Linked DNA regions of Mus musculus: regions 1 and 3 are each linked to region 2. Evidence: chromatin contacts called from public Hi-C data. All regions are on one chromosome and are shown on one strand. The core of a region is the stretch at or near the end of the contact, and the rest is flanking DNA. Distances in the headings are between cores, read along the strand shown.

Evidence for each region. Hi-C and Micro-C count contacts between places; a contact is called where the count stands out from the background.
Region 1: a contact with region 2 is called in a Hi-C map of cerebellar granule neurons, with 2.9 times the contacts expected there. The contact joins the promoter of Fgf9 here to the enhancer-like site in region 2. A contact is called at or near these places in 8 of 39 promoter capture datasets (the 3T3-L1 cell line, 3T3-L1-derived adipocytes, cancer-associated fibroblasts and 4 more), 5 of 484 Hi-C or Micro-C datasets (cerebellar granule neurons, cortical neurons, embryonic fibroblasts and 1 more), 18 of 115 datasets of contacts at active chromatin or transcription factors (SST interneurons, VIP interneurons, cardiomyocytes and 12 more) and 2 of 9 other capture datasets (embryonic stem cells and liver).
Region 3: a contact with region 2 is called in a Hi-C map of cerebellar granule neurons, with 4 times the contacts expected there. The contact joins two enhancer-like sites. A contact is called at or near these places in 2 of 39 promoter capture datasets (the 3T3-L1 cell line and hippocampal neurons), 3 of 15 datasets of contacts at CTCF or cohesin (large pre-B cells, pro-B cells and stem cell-derived epiblast-like cells), 53 of 484 Hi-C or Micro-C datasets (3T3-L1-derived adipocytes, the C2C12 cell line, the CH12 cell line and 29 more) and 3 of 115 datasets of contacts at active chromatin or transcription factors (astrocytes, embryonic fibroblasts and embryonic forebrain).

The regions. Positions count from the first base shown.
Region 1 is chr14:58,071,371-58,074,133 of GRCm38.p6, forward strand. Fgf9 (fibroblast growth factor 9) reads left to right here and starts at 1,316. Exons shown (of 3, transcript NM_013518.4): 1 at 1,316-1,962. The coding sequence starts at 1,686.
Region 2 is chr14:59,082,982-59,085,681 of GRCm38.p6, forward strand. No RefSeq gene overlaps it. Among named protein-coding and RNA genes, the nearest start is that of Gm41162, 38 kb to the left of the region's middle. Within about 2 kb of position 1,335, at least 6 of the 459 cell types and tissues checked have an H3K27ac peak or open chromatin away from gene starts, as enhancers often do. A contact at or near this core is called in cerebellar granule neurons, where this site is marked.
Region 3 is chr14:58,033,656-58,036,355 of GRCm38.p6, forward strand. No RefSeq gene overlaps it. Among named protein-coding and RNA genes, the nearest start is that of 3110083C13Rik, 36 kb to the left of the region's middle. Within about 2 kb of position 1,341, at least 2 of the 459 cell types and tissues checked have an H3K27ac peak or open chromatin away from gene starts, as enhancers often do. A contact at or near this core is called in cerebellar granule neurons, where this site is marked.

The sequences.
Region 1 (2,763 bases), core at 66-2,565, 1.0 Mb before region 2:
TTCGGGCCATGGAGCAACCCTGGAACTCGAGCCTTTCACTTCCAGGCAAAGTAGAGCTCAAGGTGGCAAAGCCCGTCCTGAGTAGCTTTGTTTGGGGGCGAGAGAGAACTCATTGGAACCTTCTCCCTGAAGACGCACACTCAGATCTGGGGCGTGAGTCGAACTCAAGGACAGGGGCTGTTTTCAGGCGCCCTGGGTGCCCTTTGCTCCTAGCCGCGGGAACCTGGGGGGAGGCAGGACCCGAACAACTCAAAGATGCGAACCAGAATTCCCTTAACAAACCCGAGTGTGGGCCCACCAGTGTGTGTGTTTTGTGTGTGTGTGTGTGTGTGTGTGTGTGTGTGTGTGTGTGTGTGTGTGAGGGAGAGAGAGAGAGAGAGAGTGAGAGAGAGGGAGAGAGAGAGAGAAGAATCTGACTCACACCCAACTGTCTTACCTGCAATATTGTTTGCGCGTCTGTAAGTCTGGCTGTAGAATGAAAGAGAAACTGCCCTGTCCAACCAAGCTCCCTACACCAACCCTTCCCTCCCAGTCTATTTTATAATGCGACGCAAGGTTACAGAGTCCGCGCGAAAACTGCTTTCTCAGTTCCCCTCTGACCCTGCGTCTCTAGCAAGCTAGATTTCTTGTGGCCGAATGTCTTCGGGCTGCTGCTTCCCGTCTCTGGCACCGCGTCTCCGGCGTCTCTAAAGCCGGGTTTCCTAGGTCGTCCTCCCGGAGAAGTCCCGCGCTCTGCCCGCCTGTGCCCGGCCTGCGGCAGAGCGGCTCGAGCGTCAGGGCGGGCGCTAGGACCGGGCGGAGCGGGGCGGCCGCCGCGCTACCTTAAACCCGGCCCAATGCCGCCGCCTGCGCCACTCTGCGCGCCGGCGGGGGCTGCGCAGGAGGAGCGCTCCGCGGCCACGGCGCTGCGCGGCCCGCGCGGCGACACCTGTTCGCGGCAGCCCGGGCAGCACGCGAGCTCCGGGACGCGGTCCTCGCCCGCCGCTTGCCGCTCGCCTCACTGCAAGCCGCTGGACCTCCGCAGAGCCTCTGCAGCGTTCTGGATACTAGCTTTGGACGCCGAAAGTTTTTTCCCCCTTCTTTTTGTTATATTATCTTTATTTTTTGGAGGAGGGACTGGGAGGAGAGATTTGTCGCCGCCGCCAACGTGAGATTTTTTTTTTCCCCTTGAAGGATTCATGCTGATGTCTGCAGAGTCGGTTAGAGAGTAAAAACAGCGCATGCCTTTCTGGAGTCAGGATCCGTAAATTCTGACGTAGCCCGAGCATCTTAAAAATCCCTGTAATATCGCCCAGGCACTTACGTTGCTATGGTCATTCTGATCTCTAAGCAAATGGAGAAACTACGGATTTTTTTCCCTTATTACGGTCGGATGGGATGAAGACCTTTCTGCCTGCTGAGAGTCGAGGCTCCATATGTAGCGATGCATAGCTGTGTTGATCAATGTCAGTGTGTGAGTATAAAGTGGTGGCTTCTTAGACTATCAGTGGTTTGACCTTGAACCTGTGCCAGAGAAACAGCCGATTACTTTTATTTATGCATCGGATGGATTGAAGAAAAGAACCCTTTTTCCCTCTCTGTCTGCAACTGCGGCAAGGGAGGGGAGTTGGATATACCTCGCCTAGTGTCTCCTGGTTGATACCATCATTATTGTTTATTCTTGTGCTTAAAAGCCGAGTCCTCTGATGGCTCCCTTAGGTGAAGTTGGGAGCTATTTCGGTGTGCAGGACGCGGTACCGTTCGGGAACGTACCGGTGTTGCCGGTGGACAGTCCGGTGTTGCTAAGTGACCACCTGGGTCAGTCCGAAGCAGGGGGGCTGCCCCGGGGCCCCGCAGTCACGGACTTGGATCATTTAAAGGGGATTCTCAGGCGGAGGCAGCTGTACTGCAGGACTGGATTTCATTTAGAGATCTTCCCCAACGGTACTATCCAGGGAACCAGGAAAGACCACAGCCGCTTCGGTAGGTATGCCTTTAACCCCTCACTGTCCACGCGCTGACACGGTCAGATTATTAACTACCAGAAAGGTGGTGGTTAGGCGGGGATGCTCGAAGGGCTATATTCTCATATTCATAACCCCTGCCCCCCACATCTTTGAGTATCTTGCCAGCCCAGGGAGGGGAAAAAGCCTCCGGAATTGCAGATCTGCGTCTGGCATTGGTGCAACTTCACCCTCAGAAGGCCCTTCTTTTCTTTTTCTTCTTCTTTATTTTTCTTAAAGGAGGGTGTGTGAGTGTGAGTATGAATATAACCCAAAGCCCAAGTTTTTTCATTTGATATGTGAGACGATAAGGTTTAAGAAGTTTCTTTTTAAACGGACCCATTTCCATTAGTTTAAAGCTTTAACCACTAAGAACTTTAAACTGCATCCAGTTTCCTGTAGGTAGCTGGTATCTTGCTCAAATTAAGTTTTTTTTTCTCCCTTCCCTTTTCCTCTAATAAGCATTCTGCCTGAATTGTAAATTAAGCGTGTCGTTTATTCCCGGTGGCTGGTCTGAAATCTCTCAGGCAAAGATTGCTGGGTGATCTGGGGGAAGCACTGAAGTCGTGTTTTAGATCCGAAACATCCGGGGCAGAAGCCCCTGGGGAAACTGACCCGAGTGGGGGCGGAAATCCCACTAGGGGTGCCGGCTCTTCCATCCGTTGGTTCCCAACCTCCGCTTTTTAATTTCCACAGCGTGTAGCCTTGTGTGGGTTTCCTGAGTGGCTTTCTGGTGTGAGTGTTTGCGTGCGCTTGCAAAAGCTGCAGGCTCATTTTAAAG
Region 2 (2,700 bases), core at 85-2,584:
TCAGGCTTTATCTAAAATCATCTTGTTTGTACCACAAATATTTCTACTGTTATTGGTGGCAGTCACCAATCTTCACCCTACCCCCCACCCCCACCCTAAGGCTTGCTTCGCCTATATACATGTGGTTTCAGGAATAGAAACCAAGTCGAGTTGGAATTCTAAGGATATTATTAACTTATGTAGGATGCAATTTCCTTCTCCATCTGCATAAATGGATTGAGATATATATTACAAGGATCTTCAGACCTAGGTAAGTGTGTGCTTTAGCACAGGACTAAGGCTCACCCTCTGGAAATACTGTGATGTCCCTGCGTGCCACACCTAGAAAGAGCAACTCAGCAAACTTCAGTGCAAGTCCTTTTCTCTTTAGCTTTTCTTTCCTTTCTGATGCCCTTTCTCCTGAATACATGGCATACCTGGAAAATCCATGGAGAGCTAATTCCTTTTGGAGACACATGGTATGTGAAGCTCAATTTCATAGCCTATGGCAAAATGAGTTTATAATTATATGATAAACATTTAGTTGGATCTAACCATAAGTTTTTATCACAGGAAAATATGCCTTAGTTTATATTTATAGTTGTACTAGATAAAAAAAAATTCACCCTGGCCTACTGTCTCTTTAATATATCTAAATATTTTGTATGGCTTTTGACTTATAATAAGTTGGCTTATGAGTTGTTTAAAATTTTATTTTAAATCAGAAAATTTAAGGTAGTTGCTGATCTAATGCCAAGTCTTTCTGTATAATACAAACTTTTGGGAATTCATAGCTCTTCAATTTGCATCTGGAGTAAGATTTTAATAAGTTGTTATAGACTTGTGTCATCTATAAGTATATTGGAGGGTGTACACATGAATTAAATTCATTTTATTAAGATCTCATTTCTCACTGTGTGTGTTCCAGTCCCACCCAGTATGGATATATTTTATTTTCTTATCACATGGTGTAATGTTACATAAGTTATCATTAACAATGTTGATAATCTCCACAAGCCCAGTCCCAAATGGTTCTTGATTCCAAATTAGAAACATGCTGGCTTTAAAGTAATACTTTGTTGACTTTGAGGAAAAGTAAGTGGGTAAAATAAATATGTCTGCATATTCTCAGAGAAGCTGCCATCTAAATATCATCGAGACTGAAAGTGTTTCATGTACAATATCTTTTATTTATTTGTTTTGATACAGGGTCCCACTCTGCTGCTCTAGATGTCCTAGAATTCACTGTGTCATCACAGGCTGGCCTCAAACTCCCACAGATCCATGTGCCTCTGCTTCCTGAGTCCTAGAATTAACAGCATGCACCAGCACAGCATGGATTATGTCTCACTAATGGTGTGCTTTGTTAAAAATAAAAGATACTGCCTAGGCATTAAGGTTGCACTATAGATGCCATGTCCCATAGCTGCCTTTTTGTGAGGTAATTTCTTGGTTGTTACCATCATATGTCTCTGCAACTCTTGAAGAACTAAGTTACTATGATGCAGTGCAAGAATTTTTCAATAGAAATATAAAAGTAAGCAGGAAATTTATCAGACTTAACAAGCTAGTAAGAACTACAAAAGCTGACATTTCACACATAGCAACGATCCAAAAAGCAAAAGCCATGAACCAACCTTTGTCCACCAGCCCCACCGCATGGCGGTGTGAGAATTTACAGCTCATCAGAGGAAACTATTTTTACCAATTATTTAAAATGCTTCACATCAGTCGAATGCTTCGCGGCAAATGTTCTTTTCAAGTGGTAGAAGGACTCAGCATTCCACAAGAAAGAATGTATAGTCTTGACCTTGTTCCAGCCTTAAGAGACTCTAAGAATATCATGCTTTTTCCTGCTTAAAACACATATTGCAGCAGACAAACCTTGAATTTTAAATCTAAATGCTTCCAGAAAACTTTGCAGTATTGTTTTTGCAGCTTACAATACAGAATCAGAAGAGTCTGTGGTTTGCTTTATTTTAGGCAATAACATTTTATTCATTAAAATTTGTCTGGGTATCTTGTTATCTCCAAGCAAATAATTGCATTTCAAAATATGAGGATATATAAAACACTTCAGCACCACATACAACTCTAAGAGACCTTTAGAAGTTAAATCAGTGATTTCCCACTTCTCACTTCTCTCCTCCTGTTCCTTCAGTTTGTTGCTTAAATTGCACTGCACAAATCTTACAGTGATGCTTGCTTTTATGAGAGGGATTTCCCTTTAATCCAATGTACTTCTTTTTAGTAAGCATTATTGCATATACTTAAGGTATACAGCAATGATGTATAACCATCATCATGTGGTGTCACACACATAGTGACCCCCTTGGGGTATTTTTATGATAAGAGTAGCCAAGGTCTCCTCATACATTGTGAGTCCTACTTAAAGAACTTGATTACTATATACAGTCCTTGTACTTCACACACAGTCTCTGGGTTCAATCTGTCACCTTTCCCCATAAATCTAAGATCTTTAGAAAACAAGCAGACAGTGACTTTCTGCCCATTTTTGAGACCAGAGTGCAGCAATATATTTTAAAGAAATAAATACATTCTTAAAAAGAAAATCCTTCAATACAATTTTTTTGTGAGAAGCAAAATCTAGGACTGAATTATTTTAAAGTACAAAAGAGGGGCCTTGAAAGTAACACACAGTGACACACACTCCAGACGCTGATGACAAAATGTGGGGGCACTGGGTGTCTATGAGTGGTT
Region 3 (2,700 bases), core at 91-2,590, 1.0 Mb before region 2:
AGAAGCTTCTGCCTGGGGGGAGGGGGCGGGGCGGAGGGGAAGAGGCCAGGCCCTCACTGAGTTTGGCTTCCTTTGGTGTGTTCTGGAAAATCCAAAATTTCAGACGTCTTCCAGTGGTTTCTGAATGTAGTCTGGGTGAGAATTAAACCATTGCATCAGCTGCTCTCAAGGTGTGTTCCTCAAACCAACAGCCTCAACATGGCTTGGTAGCAGGGGAGAGGTGCAAGCCCTTAGGACTCCAGGACCACGGACTCCCACGGAGTTCCATGGTGGATCAGCCTTTAACAGCTTGATGTCTCCTGAAACTTGGGTGAAGATGCACCCGCCAAACAGCCTTTCAGCGTCTAAGAGGCTGGGCTGCCCGTTCGCTCAGCTGGCAAAGAGGATCTGCGTTTACCACCTCTTGCTAGGTGCTGCTCCAATATGCACATTAATCCCTGTGTGTCTGTCTCAGTTGTTCCTTCTAGCAAGCCTTATGTGGGGGTAGAATTGACACATAGGCGACACCTTGTTATGAAGCGTGCCACGCGTGTCAGAAACTGCAAGATGCCACAGCTGAAAGGACGGTCATCGTCCTCACAGCACCGAGAGCTTAACCAAGTTCAGATGAGATGGAAGCAATTCAGCCGCATCGGACTGAATGCTGTGGAGGAGTTCTTGGCCTGGCATGTCTTCAAGGCGTAAGATCAGCAGTATGGCCACTCTGAGGATCACCGTGGTCATAGACCTGCTTTCCTGTAAGCTAACACTCATGTAGTGTTGAAAAGGGCAAGAATCAATTCATCAGACGTGGGCGAATAAGTCTATGATGGCCTTAGCATCTTCCCAAACGGGCAGGTCCTAAGGGAGCTGACTTAGCATCTCTGCAACCCACAGTGGTCTTGACATCAGGAATCACCCTTCAGGAAGTTTCTGCAATGGTAACCTGCAGATGGGCCTGCTGAGCTAGGCCAGGAACAGGATATTTGGAGAAAGGATCTTTTGACTGTAGGCTGAAAGAAATTATTATGGTATTGTCGAGGAAGGTATATACTCACTAGAGTAACAATGGCCTTAAATATATTCACAGGATTTGGGACACTGGTTCAGCAAAGAGGGTAAATTAGGTTGGGTAGTACCGGCTCTCTCCACACGAGGGAGCCTAGATTCCTCGTTTATATTTTCTATCCGTGAACGCAATTTGTATTTTCATCTTGCCACAAATTAAACATGAGTGACTTCTGTTTTATCATTTCAGGGTTTATTTCATGTAGTTTTGATGGTTCCATGACGTTCCAAACAGTTACGTCTTTTTCTTTTGGGATTTTGGGATGCCAGGTTAAGGCACTAGAAAAACATGGACCGTGTTTCTGCTAACAGTATCCTTTTATGAGCCTGATGCTATTTGGATTATCTGCAAAAACATCTTCTTCATTAGTGACTATGAACAAGATCTGTCAGTGAAATCGTCTCAAAAATATGCCTGTGCATATTTGAAAGAGTATTTACATAACACAGAAAACAACTCGTTGATTCATTTAAACTGGAGAAACAATTGTGTGGTATATTTTCTTATTACGGTGCTTTGGAGACCTCGCTGGCAACAAGTTGGGACCTGAGTGGCTTGGCTCCTTTTCAGATGGCATTTGGGAGTAAGAAAGGGGCTGTCTGTCCCAGAGGAGGGCCTGTGTGGGGTGGGGGTGAGTACACTGCCGCCAAGAGTGGGTGAAGCAAGTGGAAACTCCCCAAAACTGGGGTGTAAATTTGCAAAAGAATATTGAACCAGGCAAAAGGGAGCAAAGAAAAGGAGAAACTTTAATGACATTGGGTTAAAGTATCAAAAGTCAGGCCCCGAGGACAGGGCTCTGCGATGCTTCAGGGTTCGGGTACACTGGCACACAAAGCAGTGTTTTTTTCTTGTTTCTTTTTTTTTCTTCTGCTTTTCTAGAGAATTCCATTTTTTTCCTCACCATAACTCTCTCCCACCATAACTTTTTCTTGCTAAATAAATATGTCACGGGCTGAGGGGACAGGTGGGCTAATTTTCCAATTCTGTATGGTTTTCTGCAGAGACTAGAGGATCTGGGAGGATGGCTTAGTGAGGAGACAGGAATGGGTGTCCTGGGGGTGGGGCAAGTGCACAAGATTGTCAGCGTGCACAAGAAAATCCAGGTGGGGCTATATGAGTCTGAGATCTCAGTGTGGAGATGGGAAGATCTCTACAGTTCACTGGCCGGCTGATCTGGCAGAACTGGTGAGCTCCAGGCTCAGCGAGGTACTCTGTTTTAACAGAGATAAACATACATGTGTACTTGAGCATGTATACACACATGTACAGGCATAAAGAAAGGAAAAGTAGAGATACCAGCACTTCTGAAACTATTGATTTTTGCTGTGCCTCGCTGCAAAGTTTGTTCCTCGTCAGAGGGATAGGGATGGGGGTTGGGAAAGCACAACAGAACAGTGTGCCGGGCTATCCTCTTACGCAGACAGAGTGTAAGCATTTTCTCTAAGACACATGCTAAAATGCTCAGTCTTTAAATTAACATGACCCCATGTTCACATGACTGACCATGTCACCCAACCTGGCTGTGAGATGCGAGGGCCTGGTTTATTTATGTCTGTAGCTGTCATCAGCAGAGATCATGAATGAGAGAGGGATGTGTGAAGTCCCAAGAGTTCCCAGGGTGCTCTACGTTGGGTCATTATCCTGGGGTAATT